Linked DNA regions of Mus musculus: region 2 is linked to region 1. Evidence: chromatin contacts called from public HiChIP or PLAC-seq data. All regions are on one chromosome and are shown on one strand. Each heading gives the region's core, a stretch centred on a gene start, on an enhancer-like site or on the middle of the called end of the contact. The rest is flanking DNA. Distances are from core to core; before and after follow the strand shown. Region 1 holds the start of Itgb5 (integrin beta 5). Region 2 overlaps Itgb5 (integrin beta 5).

Region 1 (5,092 bases), core at 1,176-3,675:
AAGAATTCAATGGCATCGTCTTCAGCTACAGAGAGTTCAAGGCCAGCTTGGGCTGGATAAGAGCACCCACACACATCCCACACACACACACAGACACACAGAGAGAGAGGGGGAGGGAGAGAGAGAGGGAGAGAGAGAGAGAGAGAGAGACAGAGGGAGAGAATTATATAATATTTGTTCCCTTGGGTCTATTTCATGTCACACAGGGTGTTTTTAATTTTGTAGTAAGTGTCAGAATTCCATTCCTTTGTTTTGTTTTCTCCTGATTTTGAGACAGGTTCTCTCTGCATAGCTCTGGTTGTCTTGGAATTCATTATGTATACCCCCTAGCCTCAAATTTATAGATCTGCTCCCTAGCGCTGGGATTAAAGGTGTGCCCTCGTACCCAGGTCCGTTTCATTTTAAGATCAAATAGATCATCACGTGTAACTGACACTTTTTATCTGTGAGCACTTAGATGAAGGACTCTTGGGAGGGGGACACAAACCACAAAGCAGAAATTCTGAATTAGAAAAGGCATCAACAAACCAGCTTTAATGCAGCTTAGATTGCTCAGGACTGCTTACAGCAGGTCTGGGCAGGCTGGGGACCCAGAGAACCACCAGATAAGACAGAAGGGGTCTGGTAAGAATTAGGGCAAGTTGGATCACAGCACTTTCCAGGTGCAATTTAGATAAATGGTGGTCCGTGCCAGATGTGGGACAAAGTAGGATATTTCAGCCGCTACAAAGTGCTCATTTTGAGTGCAGAGAAGATGGGATACTATGGGCCCTGAACTCAAAGAATGCATGGCATAGGAAAGCCACCATTGTACTTAAAGCAGTATTTCACCTTCTAGCTCATCCTACACTTTCCTGCCAGACCAAGCAACACTCCAGTTCAAACTCTTTGATCAGCTCCCATAATGTAGTAGCCACCTCTAAGCTGGGATAAGCATAGCCCCAAGGCTATTGCCCTAAGGGCCAGGTAATTCCAAGATCTACCTGGGCTGTTTCTGCAGCATGAATTCTTTTTTTTTTTTTTTTTTCTTTTGGTTTTTTGAGGCAGGGTTTCTCTGTATAGATAGCCCTGACTGTCCTAGAACTCACTTTGTAGACCAGGCTGGCCTCGAACTCAGAAATCTGCCTGCCTTTACCTCCCGAGTGCGCCACCACGCTTGGCATGCAGCATGAATTCTACTGGATAATGGTTAGCAGCAAACATGATTTTTTTTCGAGACAGGGTTTCTCTGTGTAGCCCTAGCTGTCCTGGAACTCACTCTGTAGACCAGGCCGGCCTCGAACTCAGAAATCTGCCTGCCTCTGCCTCCTGAGTGCTGGGATTAAAGGCGTGCACCACCACACCCGGCCAAATATGACTTTTAAGTCATAACAAAGCAATGTAGGACAGAGTACGAATTTGCATATGGTCCAAGGATGAACTTTGAAGTTTGCTCTGGATTGGTTCACTTTTCCCTATGCACACACTACAAACTGGCTCCTGTCAGTGCCACCCAGTTAAGAGTTTGAAAGGTGGACACAACAAAGTTTTTAAGATTCAAACGCCTTAGGTAGGTTTTTGCACCTACACCGCCAAGTCCTGACCTTCTAGCTGCTGCTGCTGCTGCTTCTGCTGCTTCTTCTTCTTCTTCTTCCTCTTCCTCTTCCTCCTCCTCCTTCTTTTTCTTCTTCTTTTATTTATTTATTTTTTCTTTTGGTTTTTTCGAGGCAGGGTTTCTCTGTGTAGCCCTGGCTGTCCTGGAACTCACTCTGTAGACCAGGCTGGCCTCAAACTCAGAAATCTGACTGCCCCTGCCTCCCAAGTGCCGTGTAAAGTCGTGTGCCACCATGCCCAGCTCCAGCTGGTTCTTAATAGGCAAAGGTTAGGCTGCCTTACTTAAATCTGGATTTCAGGGAAAAAGCTAGCAGTCGCTTCCTCCAGTATATTAACCCTTGGTGGCTCAGTTTGCTCACCTAAACAACGGGAGGGATGTTAGCACTTATCACAGTGCCTGCTCACCAGGGTGCCCTCCGCTTCACCTGAACTTCCACGTTCCACGTGTCCTCCCCTGCCCATCCCAAGCGTGGCGTCTGGATTGAATATTCTCGGGCGAGGCCTGGCCTGGCATGCGCTTGTGGCATGACGAAATGGCCTGACAGATCCAAGCCGTAACTGCCCCACGATCCTGAAGTCAAAACTGAGATTGCTTTGGCCCAAGTAATCTCTGCAGGCCTAATGGAGCGCGCCCCGCCCCCTCCCAACTCCAAGACCGGGGAGGGAGACCCTAACTAGAAGTTTCGAACACCCGATCCCCACAAGTGGGTCAGCTGTGACAGCCACCTGGGCAACCCAGGATCTAGGCGTGCTGGCGGGTCCCGGTGCAGGGCGGAGCTGGTCCGGCCCGAGCTCGCCCCGCCCCGTCCCGCCTAGCCGTAAACTGACCGAGTGGCGGCCCGCAGGAGAGGGGGGAGGAGAAAGCAGAGAAGAGTGGGGGCTGGCGGCCGAGGAAAAAGGGAAGGGTCTCCGAGAGTAGACGCGCGGGGGACTCGGCGAGGGTGCGTCCGGAGCAGCGACAACTCCGAGCGTCCCAGCGGGCCAGCGAGGAGGATGGTGGCGGCCGGGCGCGGACCAGCCCGGCCGCGGGCGCCGTGAGCCGGAGCGCAGCGCCCGGCATGCGGCTGCGGTCCCCGGCCTCGGCCCCGCTCCGCCCCCGCCGAGCGCCCCAGCCGAGCGGCGCGCATCATGCCGCGGGTGCCCGCGACCCTCTACGCCTGTCTGCTCGGGCTCTGCGCGCTCGTTCCGCGCCTCGCAGGTAAGCCGCGCCGCCCCGCCGCGCGCTCCTCAACTTTTGCTCGCCCGCGGCCGCTTGCGGGAGCCGAGGGTGCAGTGCACCCCAGGGCGCTCCCAGAAGGGTCGGCGAGGCGCGGGCATCAGATCTGCGTGCGCTGGCGGGTTCCCTCCCGGGCTGAGGAGGAGCCTTCCCTTCCTGTGTAAACAGTGTGCGTCTGGTGGCGGAGCCCGAGGGCGCTGGGGACTTGGGAGGGGAAGCCTCCGGGCCCGGTGCTGGGGCCCTAGCTCTTCGCTCGCCTGCACAAAGCGGCCCTTGTGGCCCGCGGGGAGTGATGTGGGGGCCAAAGTGTGGCGACCGAGTCATCCCGGAGGTCTGTGGATAATGCAACTTTCGAAGTTTGCTCTAAATTGAAAGTTGTCATTACTCTCTGTAAGTCCGAAGTCGCTGCCCCACCTGGTACACCGCCATCTGATACTGTTCGGTACTGTGATTCACAAACACTGTGTCCGGACTGCGGAGGGGCTGCTGGCGCTACCTTAGCCGGATGCACCCTGGCGCTGATGCGGGAGCCCCCAGCTACCTGCGTTCAGTTTTCAGACTTGGGAGTGGCAATTAAGTTTAGGGACCGGACAGTGGTGGCACACGCCTTTAACCCTAGCATGCTACACAATGAGACCCTGTCTTAAAAAAAAAAATCCCTATAGGAAGAATGATAGTTGACGCTCCTACCTCTTCCAAACCTACCCACTCAAAGAGGAGTTTCCGAACTTTCCTCTTCCTGTCGGAAGTAATTGTGTATTGATTAAGAGTGCGCTATTCACTTTCAAGCCCGAGGTACTTGTTTGCCTCTCTGAGCCCAGTGGTTGCCTGGCTGCTTGAGGGGAGAACTCTGTTACCCCTACCCGTCTCATTTACATGAAGGAGGTTGAGGTTTCCATCTGAGAGCAAGGAGGGAGTTGAGGAAACCAAAAAATGTCGCTGAGGCCCCAGTACAAACTTAATAGCGTAGCAAGGCTGCTTTTCTGGGAAAATAAGTAGATCAGTGGGTCCCACCCACCCCTCCCTCAAATCTGGCAACCAGTGTCCACATCTTTCGTGTTCCAAAGAGTCCCCAGGGAAACGCAAAGAGATGTAGCTTGAATCACCATCCTCTGGAATATATCCTTGTCGACTGACCTCACTTCTTTAGGACAGAGTTTTAGTTTGAAGTTATATTCTTTATAACCAAACTAAAACTTTATCTTGTGTGTGTGTGATGGTGTTTTTAACATTTTTGTCAGAATAAACACTCAGCAACCTTACCTTAGTTTCTTTCTTTCTTTCTTTCTTTCTTTCTTTCTTTCTTTCTTTCTTTTTTCTGTTAGCAGTCTTCGAAATTCAACTTTGGGATGGCTCTAGTTTCTTTCCGATTAGCCCTCTGATTCGAATGAAAACTCCAACATTTCCCATTGCAAAAATTTTAATCCTTATTAGTTGAGTTTCCCAAAAACCTGTTTTTATCTTACTTATGTCCCCTCCCCTGACTCTTCCCAGATCCATCTCCCTTCCCTATGACCCCAACTCTGTCCATATTAAAAAAAAAAAGCACAATGGTGCGGTCCTTGATTTGAGCCTTCTCTACTTAGGAAGGGCTACACTCTTAGAGAAAACTTCCCTCCCAGCTACTGTCAATGGTTCTATGGCTGGGTATAATAATAATAATAATAATAATAATAATAATAATAATAATAATAATATATCCCCATCTGGCCTGTAACTCACTATGTAGGCCAGTTGGCCTTGAATTTCCAGAGATCCCTTTACCTGTCCCTCCCACACTTTGGCATTAAAGGAGTGCCCCATCCCTCAGGTGTCCTTCATATTATTAGAATCATTAGGGTTTTTGTTTTTGTTTTTCAAGACAGGGTTTCTCTATATAGCCCTGGCTGTCCTGGACCTCACTTTGTAGACCAGGCTGGTCTCGAACTCAGAAATCTGCCTGCCTCTGCCTCCCGAGTGCTGGGATTAAAGGCGTGCGCCACCACGACCGGCCCTCATTAGTTTTTTTTTTTTTTTTTTATCTGCATGTGATTTCTCCTTTTTGAAAGTTCCGGTGCCTCCGAACAGACTGTTCATTCCCGAGGAGGGCCATTTAGTGTTTTCTCTTGTCTCAGGGTGGGAGTGGCCAGCCTAGGCCCAGGGCTGTTTCATCTTTTGTACCCTATTTTGGAGCCTGAGTGGTTTGCTTTCAGGGTCTTCAGAGTTAGTTCTGTCCACTGTGCTGTGGTCACAGGCTTGTCTTTTACCACCCCTTGCTGCTGCTGCCAGCCCCTAAAGTCAGTA
Region 2 (5,092 bases), core at 1,782-4,281, 49 kb after region 1:
AAAATCTTTTGCTGGTGCACCATCTCTCAAGAAGAATTGCTTTAATTTTTGTGTGTGTGTGGGGTTGGATAAGCCCTGGGGCAGACAAGTATTCTACAGCATACCTGCTTCACTGTGGGAAAAGGTCTTTGAAATGAGGATCCACCTTTCACCCTTTCACCCCAGCAAGCCACATGACCTCTAATGAGGTGACCTCTCTTGGCACAGGCGAGCAGACTACGTTCCAGCTGCAGGTGCGCCAGGTGGAGGACTACCCTGTAGACCTGTACTACCTGATGGACCTCTCCCTCTCCATGAAGGATGACTTGGAGAACATCCGGAGCCTGGGCACCAAGCTTGCGGAGGAAATGAGGAAGCTCACTAGTAACTTCCGCTTAGGTTTCGGGTCTTTTGTTGACAAGGACATCTCTCCTTTCTCCTACACGGCACCGAGATACCAGACCAATCCGTGTATTGGGTAAGTGTCGAGTTGTCCTTTTGTGGAATGGTGGGATGAAGTACTGGGAAAGTGGAACCCACAGAAAGGCTAGTGTAGGGGAATCATTAGGCTTAAGTATTTAATGATTCGTGATGGCCACATTCTTTCCTTGCCCTACATGTGACAAAGTGAACTGTCACGGGTTGTACCGTACGATCTTATGAGACTGATTTTCTTGCCTGCCTTCCATGGCTCTATTTTCCCACATCATTTAGCAAGTGTCCTTGGGGAGTTGTGGGTCCAGGTGGTCAGGGAAAGGCCAGGAAAGTGCAGTTTGTATCTTCTTTTCCTGTAGTGACGGAGTGCACACAGATACATGAGTTCAGGGGTACGGGGATGGCTCAGTTGAACAAGCACTTGCTACACGACCATGAGTAGTTGAGTTTGTAAAAGCTGGGTACTTCCGATGCTCATAACCCCAGCACTGGTAAAGCAGAGACAGAAGGACCCTTGGGCTTTGCTGGCTATGAGTCACATAGAATTTGTGAGGTCCAGGTTCAGTACGAGCCTCTCTCTCAAGGGAGTCATGATATAAGAAGGTGCTTCCTACCAATCTCTGAGCTCTGCATGCACATATACATATATGTGCATGCATAACCACAAACAAATACATACATATATACATATAAAAGGATAAATGCACTCAGAGATTGTCCCTGTTTATGTTAGCAGCTGTAATTTACTTCCGTATAACTAAATGAAAACCTTGATTTAGTTTTAATTTTTTGTTCAGTTTTAATTTTATGTGTGTAGACTATGTGTGTTCATATCATGGCTCTTGTATGCCCTTTGGGGATACACTGTGTACAACACACAGAACTTGATAACTTCCAGCCTTTTCTTGCCTCTATCTCCACAGTTGACCTTAATGAGTTTGTAGAATATAAGGCTCCAACATAGTCACGAGAACAGCTAAGATTTTAGTTTTTGCTAAGCGTCAAATACCATTCACACTGTTAACAAATAGGCACTTTATTGAGATTATCTCGTTAACATTCCTCCTCGGGTCCCTATGGCTTCTAAGCCATGTTTACAGAAGGTGAGGCCTTCAGAGAATAAATTCCTTTATATAGATAGCAAGGGGTAGACTAGAGTCTGTATTCTAACTCTAACATAATGACATTTCCCCCCCATCCAAGATACTTTATCTGAGGTTAAATGACTGGGCACTCCCAAGCTCCCGCAAGCCCAGCAAGTCAGAGTTTATAGTAAGAAGAGTCTGCAGTAAGAAGTCCCCAAATATCTACAGCTAAATATCTACAAAGCTGCCTCATTTGTACAAAATCTGAGGAGGGCAGAATTGTGTCTACTCTTGGCACCTCTCCTCAGGGATCCAGGCTTCTTCGGTGTTTGGATATCAGTTTTGATTCTTAGTCTCCTGCTGCCACGGAGGTGGGTGGGTGTTCTTTTTAAAGACCCCAGGCCTATTTCTCTCCATACTTTGGGGCCCAAACATCTCCCAGCTCCAGGCTAGGCTTGTTGTTGGGAGAGGTGGTGATATCCAGGCAGCCTGTGTTCTGAGTTTACCCGGTCTTGTTAGTTTCATTCTTCCATGTTGACCTAGATCCTCCTCGGGGGTCAGAAACCAACATAAAGATTGAAGAAAAAAAACAAAACAAAACAGTAAGATAAGCCAGGCAATGGTTGCACATATCATACGCCTTTAATCCTGGCAGAGGCAGGCAGATTTTGAAGCCAGCCTAGTCAATAAAGTGTTGCAGGATTTTGAGGCCAGCCTGGTCTATAAAGGGAGCTGCTTGCAGGACAGCCAGAGCTACCAGAGAAACCCTATCTCAAACAAACAAACAAACAAACAAACAAGCAAACAAACCAAAGAAGAAGAAGAAAACCCAATAAGGTAAACAGTTTTAAATACAGATGTATTCAAAGTTCCTTAAGCATAAAGAGCCACATTTTGTCATTTGCTGCGTGTAGCTTCTAGCCACAGGTAGGGCTAGCTAAATAAACTAGGTTGTGACCAGTAGTTCTCCCTCTCCAAGGCCACTTTCCGCTGGCCTCAGGCCAAGTGTTTTATTGTTGGTGCTTTGCTACTTACTGGGCGCAACAGCATCTTAATCAAAACAGATTTTGGATTTATCTGAACAGTAATCCCATCTGTTTCTTTCTGTCCCTGCCCTGATTGGGCTCCGACTCTAGTCAGACAGGGTGTGTCTGCACTCACCCAGATGCTGGGCTGGGGGCTGGCAGAGGATCAAGGCCCAGTTTGGGTGTTTAGCATCCAAATAGTCAAGGGTATTGCTCATAGCTATTCAGACTTCCTACTTGAAGCCCTCAGGCAGAAACAGTGGCAGACAGTGCTGTTCTTGACAGAGAGCACAGAGCTCTCTGAAAAGCTGTTCCTAAGACAGGAAATCAGCGAAGAAAGAGTGTGAGGAAGGAAACTTCAAATCTAAGCCATGGAAATCTCTCTTTTGTAATCCAGGAAGTACAGGATGGACACTTCAGCTTTGGGGAGCAGGCTTCCCATCCTGGGGTCCCAAGTCTCCCTAGAGAGTCCCCTTTGCAAGTTGGGAGGGACAGCACAAGCCAGGGCATGTAATCTAGCTGTCCCGCCTGGGACAACACACACAGTGTTTGCTTTCCTGTTTTAAAAGACCCATGAGTTAGTTACTGACATCTTAAAAAAGAAATCAAAACAAAACAAAACAAAAAAACCCCGATTACCCACAAATAGCCAGAATTTCTAGGCTTTTCTCCACTCAGGATAGAATACACCAGAAACATTAAGTCTGAAGAAGTACCAGGCTTGCTCTGGGGAAAAAAAGTAATGTAAGCATCAGATTGAAGACAGATCAGATTGATCACAGAGCATCTCTAGGAAGCCCCAGTACTCACTGACATATTTTCTATTGCCCGTTGTGGGACTTTTTCTTTGATTGAGCTGTCATGGAGATAATTCATGTAAAATCATCTCCATTGCTATTTATACATTTTTACCCTTTGAGTATGTTTTCCCAGGAAGCCACAGTGTTCCTTTGCCCCCTCGAAGGTGTCATTTCTACTGCCTATGACACCTCTGCGGCTGAAGTGACATGCTCTGTTTATCTAATTCTCCTCTCCTCTGAGTGCTCTGTCTCATGCTATTGACTGCGTCTGGGCGGGTACCCTGGTTCACATTGCTTAGGGCTTGATTGGCTGCGGCATCTGAGTCTGGGAGGTTCTAGCAATATCTGTGTGATTGTTTAATCTCTCCTGCTGTCTCCCTGTTCATCCACTAGTGGGTGGCAATTGGAGATTCTCATATCTAAATTTCATGTTTCTTATTTTCCCTCATGCAGCCCCCCACCCTCTGCCCCAGCTACACTGCTTCCAGGTTACAATTTTGTTCTTTCGTTTAATCTGTATACTGAAACAGTTTGGACCTCTGTGACTTTCCTATCTACAATTGTTACTTGGTTCTTTTCTCAAACCCTTGTGTTTTAGATACTATTTTTGTTGTTGTTGTTGTTGAAAACTTTTAGTTTTTGTTTTTTTGTTTTTAATTTTCTAGTAATTTCCCTTCTGGCTTTTGGCTGTCGTTCCTTCCTCTTTTTGACTGTTTCCAAAATCCTCGTCTTAGGGAGTCTCAGAGCATTCTGTTCTTGAGTGTGAGGTTTGCTGACATTCCTCCCGGCTCTCAGCCTCTCACGTGGTGTGAAATGTTTTCATTAGCTCATCTTCATTGGAGGCTGGTTTCCATCAAGGACCATATGGCCCTGGTGTCCTGGCTTCCCACAGAGCAGTTTTAATCTTTGCTGTTGTCAGGAACCTTCCATGTTTTCCTGTTCATTTCTCAGCTGAGGATTCTTTCACCATAAATGTTGTGAGTTCTCACCACCAAGGTCTAGAGTGACTTTTTAAAAGATTTATTTATTTACAATGTAGTAGTGTTCTGTCAACATGCATGCCTACACACCAGAACAGGGCACCAGATCCCATTACAGATGGTTGTGAGCCACCATGTGGTTGCTTGGAATTGAACTCAGGTCTTCCGGAAGAGCAGCCAGTGCTCTTAACCTCTGAGCCTGATTCCCAGCACCCACACTGGGCAGTTCACAACTGCCTGCAACTCTAGTTCCATGGGGTCTGATGCCCTGTTCTGCATCTACAGGGTAATATGTATGTATGTATGTATGTATGTATGTATGTGTATATATATGTGTGTGTATACATACACATATACATACATACATATATACACACATACATATATACATATATATATGCTCGTGTGTGTGTGTGTGTGTGTGCGCGCACGTGTACTTGTGTATGTATGTGTGTATGTGTGAATAATAAACTTTGAGTCACCAGTCATTTATTGGTGTTCCACTAAAGAAAGAGATAAAGTACTTTCTGATGTCATTTAGCCAAGAACAAGCCGAGATTTGAATTCTATACTTTTTGTTCTCTGTGTCATCTGTCCCCTGTCTGTCTGTCTGTCTGTCTGTCACATGAGTCTGAGTTTATGCCTGCCTGAAGACTCTCTTGTGAATCTGTCCCTGCATCTGTGTGTCTGGTTTTGCTCTGTATTTATTGAACAGCACAGGAAGCGTTACACGGGGAAGGAGTGAGGGATGAGGCAAGCGCCTCTGGTCTTTCAGTTCTTCTGTCTTT

Evidence for each region. HiChIP or PLAC-seq counts read pairs in DNA pulled down with a chosen protein or histone mark.
Region 2: an H3K27ac HiChIP or PLAC-seq map of extraembryonic endoderm stem cells shows a contact between it and region 1. The contact joins the enhancer-like site here to the promoter of Itgb5 in region 1. A contact is called at or near these places in 5 of 39 promoter capture datasets (the 3T3-L1 cell line, liver and maxillary cranial neural crest), 3 of 15 datasets of contacts at CTCF or cohesin (the NIH/3T3 cell line, embryonic stem cells and stem cell-derived epiblast-like cells), 82 of 484 Hi-C or Micro-C datasets (the AML12 cell line, the C2C12 cell line, the G1E-ER4 cell line and 38 more), 35 of 115 datasets of contacts at active chromatin or transcription factors (the NIH/3T3 cell line, astrocytes, bone marrow-derived macrophages and 20 more) and 2 of 9 other capture datasets (adipose tissue and liver).

The regions. Positions count from the first base shown.
Region 1 is chr16:33,827,240-33,832,331 of GRCm38.p6, forward strand. Itgb5 (integrin beta 5) reads left to right here and starts at 2,426. Exons shown (of 15, transcript NM_001145884.1): 1 at 2,426-2,791. The coding sequence starts at 2,722.
Region 2 is chr16:33,875,595-33,880,686 of GRCm38.p6, forward strand. It overlaps Itgb5 (integrin beta 5), which reads left to right. Exons shown (of 15, transcript NM_001145884.1): 4 at 208-457. Among named protein-coding and RNA genes, the nearest start is that of Itgb5, 48 kb to the left of the region's middle. Within about 2 kb of position 3,032, at least 121 of the 459 cell types and tissues checked have an H3K27ac peak or open chromatin away from gene starts, as enhancers often do. A contact at or near this core is called in the C2C12 cell line, the G1E-ER4 cell line, the MC3T3-E1 cell line and 24 more, where this site is marked.